Linked DNA regions of Callithrix jacchus: region 1 is linked to region 2. A link is a contact called in public Hi-C data. All regions are on one chromosome and are shown on one strand. The core of a region is the stretch at or near the end of the contact, and the rest is flanking DNA. Distances in the headings are between cores, read along the strand shown.

Region 1 (4,318 bases), core at 1,163-3,662, 190 kb after region 2:
TCGCTTCTTGCTAGGCAATTTCTCCCTTTTTGTCAACTTCAGGTGGCCAAAGAAATACGCTATCAGTTTCATCTCTCTTGTTTGGAGGCTGATGTGCTCCCTGCACATACAGTCCTAATCCCAGCTCAATTTTCATGTTCAGGAAATAGGTGGGGTATCATGCTTGCTTCACAGGGAAACTGAAACCTTTTCCTGAATACAATCTTTCCCATATTACTTCCAGTCTGGAACTCTGCATTCTCACTGCACAATGATTTCCAATCACTCATGTGTTAAGATTTAACATGTAAGTCCTTTATCTAGCTGAGAGATCCCAGATTCGGGTTCCGGCCCCGTCAGTAAGGAAAGATACAGTAAGGAGTTTGTAAAAGCACTAGCCCAGAAAACATCTCAAGTCATTAAATCCAATTCAGGGTCTGGTTCATGCCAGCTGGCTTCACCTTAATCGAGTTAGTAGCACTTACCTGAGCTTCGGGACACCCCATCCCACCCTATTCCTGTTAGGTCCCAGGTGGGGTCCAGAGCTTTGGCTGACAGGTTTTCGATCCTGAGTTCCGATTCAGATTTCACTGACGGTTAGAAACAGGTCCTGGTTCCTGACTGGGATCAACTCCCAGCTGGGACCTTGCTTGAATGGAGTGTCGGTTCGAATCGTGTGGTAGTGGCAGGAGCCAGAAAAGAACCCATGTCGGCTCCGGCTCTCAGCCGGGATCCTGGCTCCGGACAAGACCCAGGGTTCGGGTCAGCCCCAGGTCGGGTTCGAAGCCCAGTGCAGGTCTCACCTTGACGCAGTCGATGGGGTACATCACGCAGTGCTCCAGGATCCCTGCTACGGCGCCCGCCACCATGTGCGTGGTGACAGTGGCTCCAGCCGGCAGCGCCTCGTAGTCCGGGCCGGTGTCCGGATCTTGTCGTACCGGGGGCCTGCAGGCCCCGGCCTCCCCGCCGCCGGCCCCCCGGCCCACGCCCCGCTGCAGCCACCCGTCCAGCAGCGCCGACTCCCCGGGGCTCCGCCCGGGCCCTGCCGCCGGCCCCCCCGCCACACCACCAGCACCCCGCCCCTCCAACTCCATCCACCCGGGCCAGCTGCGGCGCCCACCCCCGCCGCCGCTGCCACCACTGCTGCCGCCGCCCCCCAGCCCCGTAGTGTTCGCCTCAGGCGCGGCCCAGAGAGCCCGGGGCCTCCGGCTCCCGCTTGGCCCCGCGGACACGCCCCTCAACCAACCATTGGTGCAGACGCTAAGTTAGGCCCACCCCTTTCACTACGTAAAAAAAATCAGCCTGTACTATTAGCGAAGTCACCTGTCATTCCTCCGCCCTGAGGTGTTGCTAGCACCTAGATCCCACCCCTTCCCCTTTGATCTTGGAAGCTTCTTGTTTATTGGTCATTGATTGGCCGACATGTGCGATCAACCCGCCTCTGACTTTTTAGAAGGGCGGGAGAAACTTAAGGCTGAACTTTGATAGGCTCAACCACTCTTGATACTTTGACCGCAGCCATTGGCCAGCACCACGTCGGTTCCCGATTGGCTACAGAAAGAACGAAGCGCCCATGGACTCTAGGGGCCGACTTTGGGCCCCTCACTGGAGACTGCGGAGCTGCGTTCCCGGGCGCTGGATCGCGTTGGGGGCGGGGCGGTGGCAGGCCTTCACGTCAAACCGCTGACGATTGCCGTTACGACCCGCGCTTGAGTGCGCGCCCCAAATTCTGAGACGCATGTCTGGAGAGCTGACGGCCCTGGCCCCGAGAGGCCGTGTTCCCGCGGGATCTCTTCGCGGGCGTGAGGCGGAGTCGGCCTGCGCCGGTCATCCTCTGGCGCGACCCGCAGCCTGTCCGGGAAGCCGTTGCGACATGCGAGCGGGGAACTGCCTCACCGTCCGGGGGTACCGCGACGGCCCGTTAGACTCTGGTCGGGTTTGGAGTGTTGGGGTCTCGGGCCGGACCCAGAGCTCCTTAGGTCCCAACGCCCGGCACTGAGCCTCGCATCCAAAGTCGCCCAGTAAACCCAGCAAGTGTTGAATGAATGAGGTCCCTCAGGTCCCGGCTGTCACTGGGCTCTGCGCCAGGCCGAGAGCCGGAGACGAGACGGGAAGACGTAGAAATGGGCGGAATGATTCAGAGATGACTGCCGGTGTTGAGGCGGGGGCTGGAGGCCGCGTCCCAAAGGCAGCAGGGAGGTGCAGCGGCTCTGTGGAAGCTCGGAGGCACGGCCTGGCCAAGCCTGAAGTATCAGCATCCTGTCCCTGAACCGGCGCGCTGATGGGTCCCCCGCCTGGTGATGAAGCCCTCTCCTACCCTCGGGTCAGCCCGGGTCCTGTGAGGCAAGGCCAGCGATTACCAGGCTTCAGGACTCCCTGCACTAGGGAGCACGGGCTCCTTCTTCCGTCTCCCCCGAGCGTGTTGGCACAAGCCGCCCGCGGTTTCCAGCTCTTGTCTTCTCTGTTTTACCCAGATGATGCAACGATGGACTTCTCCATCTGTTTATAGCTTTTCCTTAGATAGGAAAGAGGTTTTCCTTTTTTCCCCCTAAAGTTTAGCCCTTGTGTGGGCTTCTTTTTTTAAAAACTTTTTGTACTCTTCAGCAGTGGTTATTAACCTTTAGGTCGCGACCATTTGGAAAATAATAAAGCTACAAATTCTCTTCTATTTCCACCTCCCATTCCCCGTGTGCACACAAAAATCTGCATATCATTTCTGTGTTTCAGAGACCCTGAAGGTGCTGTGTGGATACCCTAAGGGTCCATTAACCTAGCTAACCTCTCTGCCTGGTGCAGTGGCTCATGCCTGTAACCCCAGCACTTTGGGAGGCCGAGGTGGGCCAATTGCTTGAGCTCAGGAGTTCGAGACCAGCCTGGACAACATGGCAGAACCCCATCTCTACAAAATAATAATAAACACAAAAAAGTACAAAAATTCAAAAATTAGCTGGGTATAGTGGTGTGTACCTGTAGTCTCAGCTACTTGGGGGAGGATTGCTTGTGCCAGGGAGTTCGAGGCTGCAGTGAGCATGTTCATGCCCCTACACTCCAGCCTGAGTGACAAAGCAAGACTGTCTCAAAAACTTTTCGAAAAGAACTCCTCCTCCACAGCATGTTCAGTCTCTCCTCTAGCATATTTAGCTTGAGAAATGAATAGGTGTCACAAAAACCCATTCAATCCTGCTAGAGTACTAATTCCCTTTACTGCCAGATTGCTCCAGTAATGACCTACCCACCTCTAGGTCCTTTCTCTCCTTAAGCTCTTTACATTTCTTACTCCTTTATTCATTGGTCATAAATACCTTTCCAAATCCAACGGTTTTTTTTCCTATTCTCATTTTCCTTAACAGAGATAATACTTGCCCCCACCCCCACTGGGCTCCCTATTGACCCACCCCCTCATTGAAACGTTTTCCTAGCTTCAGAAACCACTCTGTTCTACCTTTAAGACTTCTCAGTTGCTTACACTTCTCTAGCCATTGAAGTGGAACATTCCTAAGAGTTTAGTGCTTCTTAGTCATCTTTAATACCTTGGAGAACTTTGCCATTCCAAACCAGTTGCCCTCATTGGAACCCTATATTTCCATTATTGCATACTTTTAACTTTCAGTAATGTTTGAGTACCAACTTGAAGCTGGGATACAGGACAGACAGAGTCCGTGTTCTCATGATGGGGGTGGGAGGTGGGACAGAGAAAAACACAAAAAATGTCAAATAGCTCTAGATGCTGTACTGATCTTTGAAATAGGGTGGTATGATATAGTGTGACTAGGTGGCTACATGGTTATGGCCAAGGAAGGCCTTTCTAAGGAGGTTGACATGTATGGTGAGTTCTGAATGACAGGCAGGAGCCAGTTATTGACAGACTTGGTGAAGGGCATGCCAGCAGAAGAAGCAGTAGGTACAACAATCCTAAGGTGAGAACAAGGTTGGTGCATGAGGAACGGAAAGAAGGCCAGTGTGACTGGAGCATGGGGAGTGAGGGGGAAGGGGATAAACATGCGGTTGGAAAGATAAGGGGTGAATATCCACCTTAATTTCCGACTCAGCATTACCATTCCAAACTTAGCCTTTCCACTCCCCACCCCAACCCATTCCTCCAAACTTTTCATTTTCCATGAAAGTCTTCACTATCTGCCTGGTCAATGAGACTCTAAAGCTGGAGTCTTCCTTGACTGCCCATTCAGAACCATCATTATTCTGAACTGTTTCTTCGTTTATGCTCCCCCTTTCCTTCGTATTGATATACTTTCCCTGAATCTGATTACATCTGTATTGTCATAACCCCTTGAAAGGCCTACCTGCTTCAAGGATCCCCTAGTCTCAGCAGTATTTTGAT
Region 2 (4,673 bases), core at 540-3,039:
GCTGGTCTCAAACTCCTGACTTCAGGTGATGCACCCACCATGGCCTCCTAAAGTGCTGGGATTACAGGTTTGAGCCACCATGCCCAGCCAAATCTGATGTTTTAAAATAATGTATTTAGATTGACAGTGATACTAGTTCTTTGTATATATCTGGCTGCAAAGAAATACTTGGAAGTTTTGGACTGGATTTAAATTAAGAGACCAAATGGTGTCCATTCAAATTCAATTTGAGGCAATCTTTCAATATTTCTAACTCTGCTGCCTGCTAAAAACATCCTTTTCCCTCAGTGGGTCAAACTATGTAGTACTGATTGATTTTAAGAGCTTTATTATGAAAAATGTCAAATCTTTACAAAAGCTGAGAATAATATAACATATGCCCATATACCCATCACCCAGCTTCAACAACTTACCAGCTTCAACAAACCATCACTTTTTAATAGATTTTTCCTTATCCTTCCCCATACTCCTTAGTGGAGACCTTTTTCTTTTTTCTTAACAAATGCTATGCACTGACAAAACATTATCTATGAGAAACCTGATACTGAATGTCCTTCATGTCACACTCTGCTACAAAATGATTCCATCTTCTCTTTCCACAATTTCTAGACCTTTTATTCTAAGTCTGTTCCCCAGCATAAGACTTGATCTTTCATGTCTCTGGCTGATCTTTGAACGTGGCAGTATCCAAATGCAGAAAGTGTCTATGGGGCTTCAAACATCCAAATGACACTGAGAGGAATAATAAATTCATCAGAGAGGGTTGGGGTGAAAGAAATTTAAGAGGCACTCCAATACAAATCTCATTCTTATCAGAAGGGGAAACTGAGGCACATGCTCTGAGCTGTACAAGGTCCAGATGGGAATCACTTCAATCAAGAAATGAAGACAGGATGTGTGGAAAGTAAGCTTCTACTATCCGTATTTCTCTCCACTCCTTTCCACCATCTCTACCCTTTCCTACCACATCTGTGAGGGCCAGAACCATCTTCCCAGACCCGCCCGCGCCCACACGCCGGGGGCAGCATTAACCTGTCTCAAAGCATTGTGTAACACCAGCAGATTTTTTAATCCTTAAGGGCAAAATCAAGCCTCAGTCTCCTCCGACCAAAGCTTAATAAGGTACCTGATTGATACTCTGTGGTCACTCAAATATTTACCGACCCAGAACAGAACTTCCTTTCCCAGCAACCAGAACCCTAAACCTATCCGCCTTCTTATTTTTCTCCCTTTCTCTACAAGCTCCGGCAGCCCCATTTATATAGTATAAAGAACACAGAATGGGAAATCAGAAAGACTGAGTTTGTGTCTTGGCTGCTACCCTGGTTTGTGCGGCCTTGGACACATCTCCTCTTTCCAGGGACTCCACACCCACATCTATAAAATGGGTAGGTTTTAGGAAGCCTTTGTGGATCCTCCCTCCTCTCCTGCACCGCCCTCTCTAGGCAGCGCCACGCTGGCCTCAGCTTCTCCCCCAGTCTCCACGACCCTCGTAGGGTCCGCTCCACTTCCCGAGCTCCTCACACTCCAGGGCACTGCGTCCTTACCTCCCACTCCCAGGTTGACCTTGCGGGGGTCCGGATCCTCCCGGAAGTCGGCAGTGAGCTTGAAGACCAGGACAGGCTGGGCCTGCGGAACCTCGGCAAAGACTGATGGAGACGCCATATCGAGAGAGCAGAAATCGAGAGGTTTCACCGCGCACCCAAAGCTGCCAGGTCAGGTCTGGCCTCTGCGACTGGAGGAGACTCTCACCTTCACCTAGCCGGCGGGGGCGGGCCCGCGGCCTCCAATGGTCGAGCCGCGTCCAGAGCTTGGCAACGCGATTAACCAATCGTCAGCTTCTGACGAAGAAAAGACAGGAGGGAGGGAAAGCTATTAGCCAATCCAAGGAAATAATCTTATCGGCGGCCGTGAAGGATGCAACCAATGCAATTTACACCGGCTGCGGCGTGGGCGGGGACTACGATTGATTGGCAGGGTGTTCTCCTATCGCAGAGGCTATTATTCCTTGGGTCTGCCGACTGAGGGGAGGAGCCGAACGAGCCGGGGTAGTCCCAGAGAGGCCGCCTCTTTGACCTTCGAGGGTCCGGAGGATTCAGGGAGGTGGCCGGAGGCGGTTCCCGAGGACAGGTCTTCGTGTTCCTGCCGAGCAGTTGACGCTGCCAGGCTCGACCTGGCGGCCCCGGGCTGGCAGCCAAATCCCCAGCGTCTGTGCTCGGGACGCGAGTGTTCGGCCGGGACGTGCAGCTCCGGAGCCCGCGCTGGCGACCTTGACCACCTTGGTCGGCTGTTTCCCCCGGAGGGAAATGTGGCTGTGCTGCCAGCCTTGGTCTCTGGCAGGGAAGGTCCTACCAACAGGGAGGGGTGCCCACGAGTTCCTTTCTGCCGCTCTTCTATTAATAGTTTGAGATTTTCCTTCCCGGTTCCTTGCAGAGAGGCCTGGTGCTTAAGGACCTTTGGGATCTGGGCGCTGCGTCCCTTCCCAGCTTCTTCCTGCTCGCAGCGGACCAGATCTTGCTGTGGGCAGCTGGCTGGTACCCAAAGTGCCTCTTCGTCAGGCGGTTCCTTCCCCGTTAGAGTCCTTCCTCCCCAGAACCCTTCTCCATCTGTTGACCTTCAAGATCCAGAGCGAATGCCACTTCATCCATGAAGCCTTCCCTTAACCCTTATTCTGGTCAAAATGTCTCTTTTCTGTGCTTCTGTATTTTAACAATGTTAGAAAATGTCTTTGTGGTTAAGAACCTAGCTCCAGGAGCAGACTATCTAGGTTTAGATTCTGGCTGCCGCTTACGAACTTGGACAGGTTTAGTCACGTTATGTTAACCTCTCCCTGGAGGTTCCTGCTCTGTGGAAGTAACAGTATGTCCTCAGGGTTGTTGTGAGGATTTTGTGAGTTAATACATAGACGAAGTGGTTAGTTGCATATTAGAAGCACTCTCTAAATGTCAGCTATTGTTGTCATTGCATATCTGCCACATCCTTCATAGATAGCGAACTATTTTTTTTTTTAACTTTTAGGTTCAGGGGTGCATGTACAGATTTGTTTTATAGGTAAATTGCATATCATGGTGGGGGAGGGGTTGGCATACAAATTATTTTGTCACCCAGATAGTAAGTATAGTACTTGGCAGGTTTTTTTTCTGATCCTCTCCCTCCTCCCACCCTCTACCCGCAAGTAGGTCTGTTGTTCTCTTGTGTCCATGTGTTCTCAGTGTTTAGCTCCCATTTATAAGGCAGAACATGGGATATTTTGTTTTCTCTTTCGAATTAGTTCACTTAGGATAATGCCCTCTACCTCCATCCATGTTGCTACAAAAGACATGCTCTCTTTCTTTTTTATGGTTGCATAGTATTCTGTGGTGTATATGTACCATATTTTCTTTATCCAGTTTGCTGGTAATGGGAATTTAGGTTGATTCCATGTCTTTACAATTGTGAATAGTGCTGCCATGAACATACAAGTACATGTGTCTTTATGGTAGAACGATTTATATTCTTTTGGGTATAGACCCAATACTGGGATTAATGGGTCGAATGGTAATTCTGTTTTAAGTTCTTTGAGAAATCGCTATACTGCTTTCCACGTTACTGAAATAATTTACGTTCCCACTAGCATTGTATAAGCATTCCCCTTTCCCCACAACCTCACCAGCATCTATTATTTCTTGACTTTTTAATAATACCCATTCTGACTAGTGTAAAATGGTATCTCATTATAGTTTTGATTTGCATTTCTCTAGTGATGCTGAGTATTTTATATGCTTGTTGGCCATGTAGCTTCTTTTGGCTAGGGACCTGTAAGTCTCCCTACATTTCTTCTATTTACCAAGCCTTCAACAAATGGTAGAAGAAAGAGTCAATTCTCTTGACATTTCAGAAGGAAACAATATCACAGCGTCTATTCATTGGATAATACTATAAATCTCAAAATGAATTTTCATTCAGAGTAATAAACACAAGCAAAAGAACTTTGTGTAACATCTGTCAACTTTTTGTGTCATCTACTTCTTTCAGAAACATTGCCTCTGGTTTTAAAGGTAACTGCCCATAGTGTTTCACTAATAACACTTTAAGCATTGCAGGTTCAACACTGAAGGTCAAATGACAATGAACTTTCAGTGTTTCCAAAAGCAGGGGCAACTGCTGAGAGGGGCCTTGTGGGATTTGATTTAAAAGGATGATATTGCGTTGGCCAGCAATATCATCATGGTCACTCCCTACGTCATTCCCTGGAAGGAAAACAACCCTAGGTTGCCTAAACACTGTTGGCTAAGACCAAATATTTATTAACATCCTAAGCAGCTCCATAATCAAGCCAATGCTAATAGGGACAAAAGGTGCCAGGTGCAGGTTTTCTCCATGTCCCCACAATATTTGCTCTAAATTTTTAAAAAGGCAATTACTGGGGGAGAAGGAAGCCTATAATATTAAGATCTAAGTCTCAAACTGCTTTCCTAGGGCGTGTGAGGTTCTTGGAGATTAAGTGCAGTACCTTTCTGTCTTGAGCTCTGTGGGCTGCCTCTCTAATTTAATGCCAGTACTGAAAGAAACAGAATGCTTTTCAGGTCATCGCTAATTTTAACACTTTGGCTTAGAATTGACTCAAGGCTATCTCCTTGCTGAATGGATAATTCAGCTGGCTACTGCCCAAACAAGTAGGCAACCAGAAAAAG

Evidence for each region. A called contact is a pair of places that touch in the nucleus more often than the background predicts.
Region 1: a contact with region 2 is called in a Hi-C map of skeletal muscle, with 3 times the contacts expected there. The contact joins the promoter of SLC25A28 here to the promoter of LOC128929323 in region 2. A contact is called at or near these places in 2 of 3 Hi-C or Micro-C datasets (induced pluripotent stem cells and skeletal muscle).

The regions. Positions count from the first base shown.
Region 1 is chr12:92,577,797-92,582,114 of calJac240_pri, forward strand. SLC25A28 (solute carrier family 25 member 28) reads right to left here and starts at 2,413. Exons shown (of 4, transcript XM_078346240.1): 1 at 1,303-2,413.
Region 2 is chr12:92,384,561-92,389,233 of calJac240_pri, forward strand. LOC128929323 reads left to right here and starts at 1,790. Exons shown (of 4, transcript XM_078346860.1): 1 at 1,790-1,833; 2 at 1,978-2,345. The coding sequence starts at 1,790. It overlaps GOT1 (glutamic-oxaloacetic transaminase 1), which reads right to left and starts at 1,724. Exons shown (of 9, transcript XM_002756511.6): 1 at 1,548-1,724. The coding sequence starts at 1,665.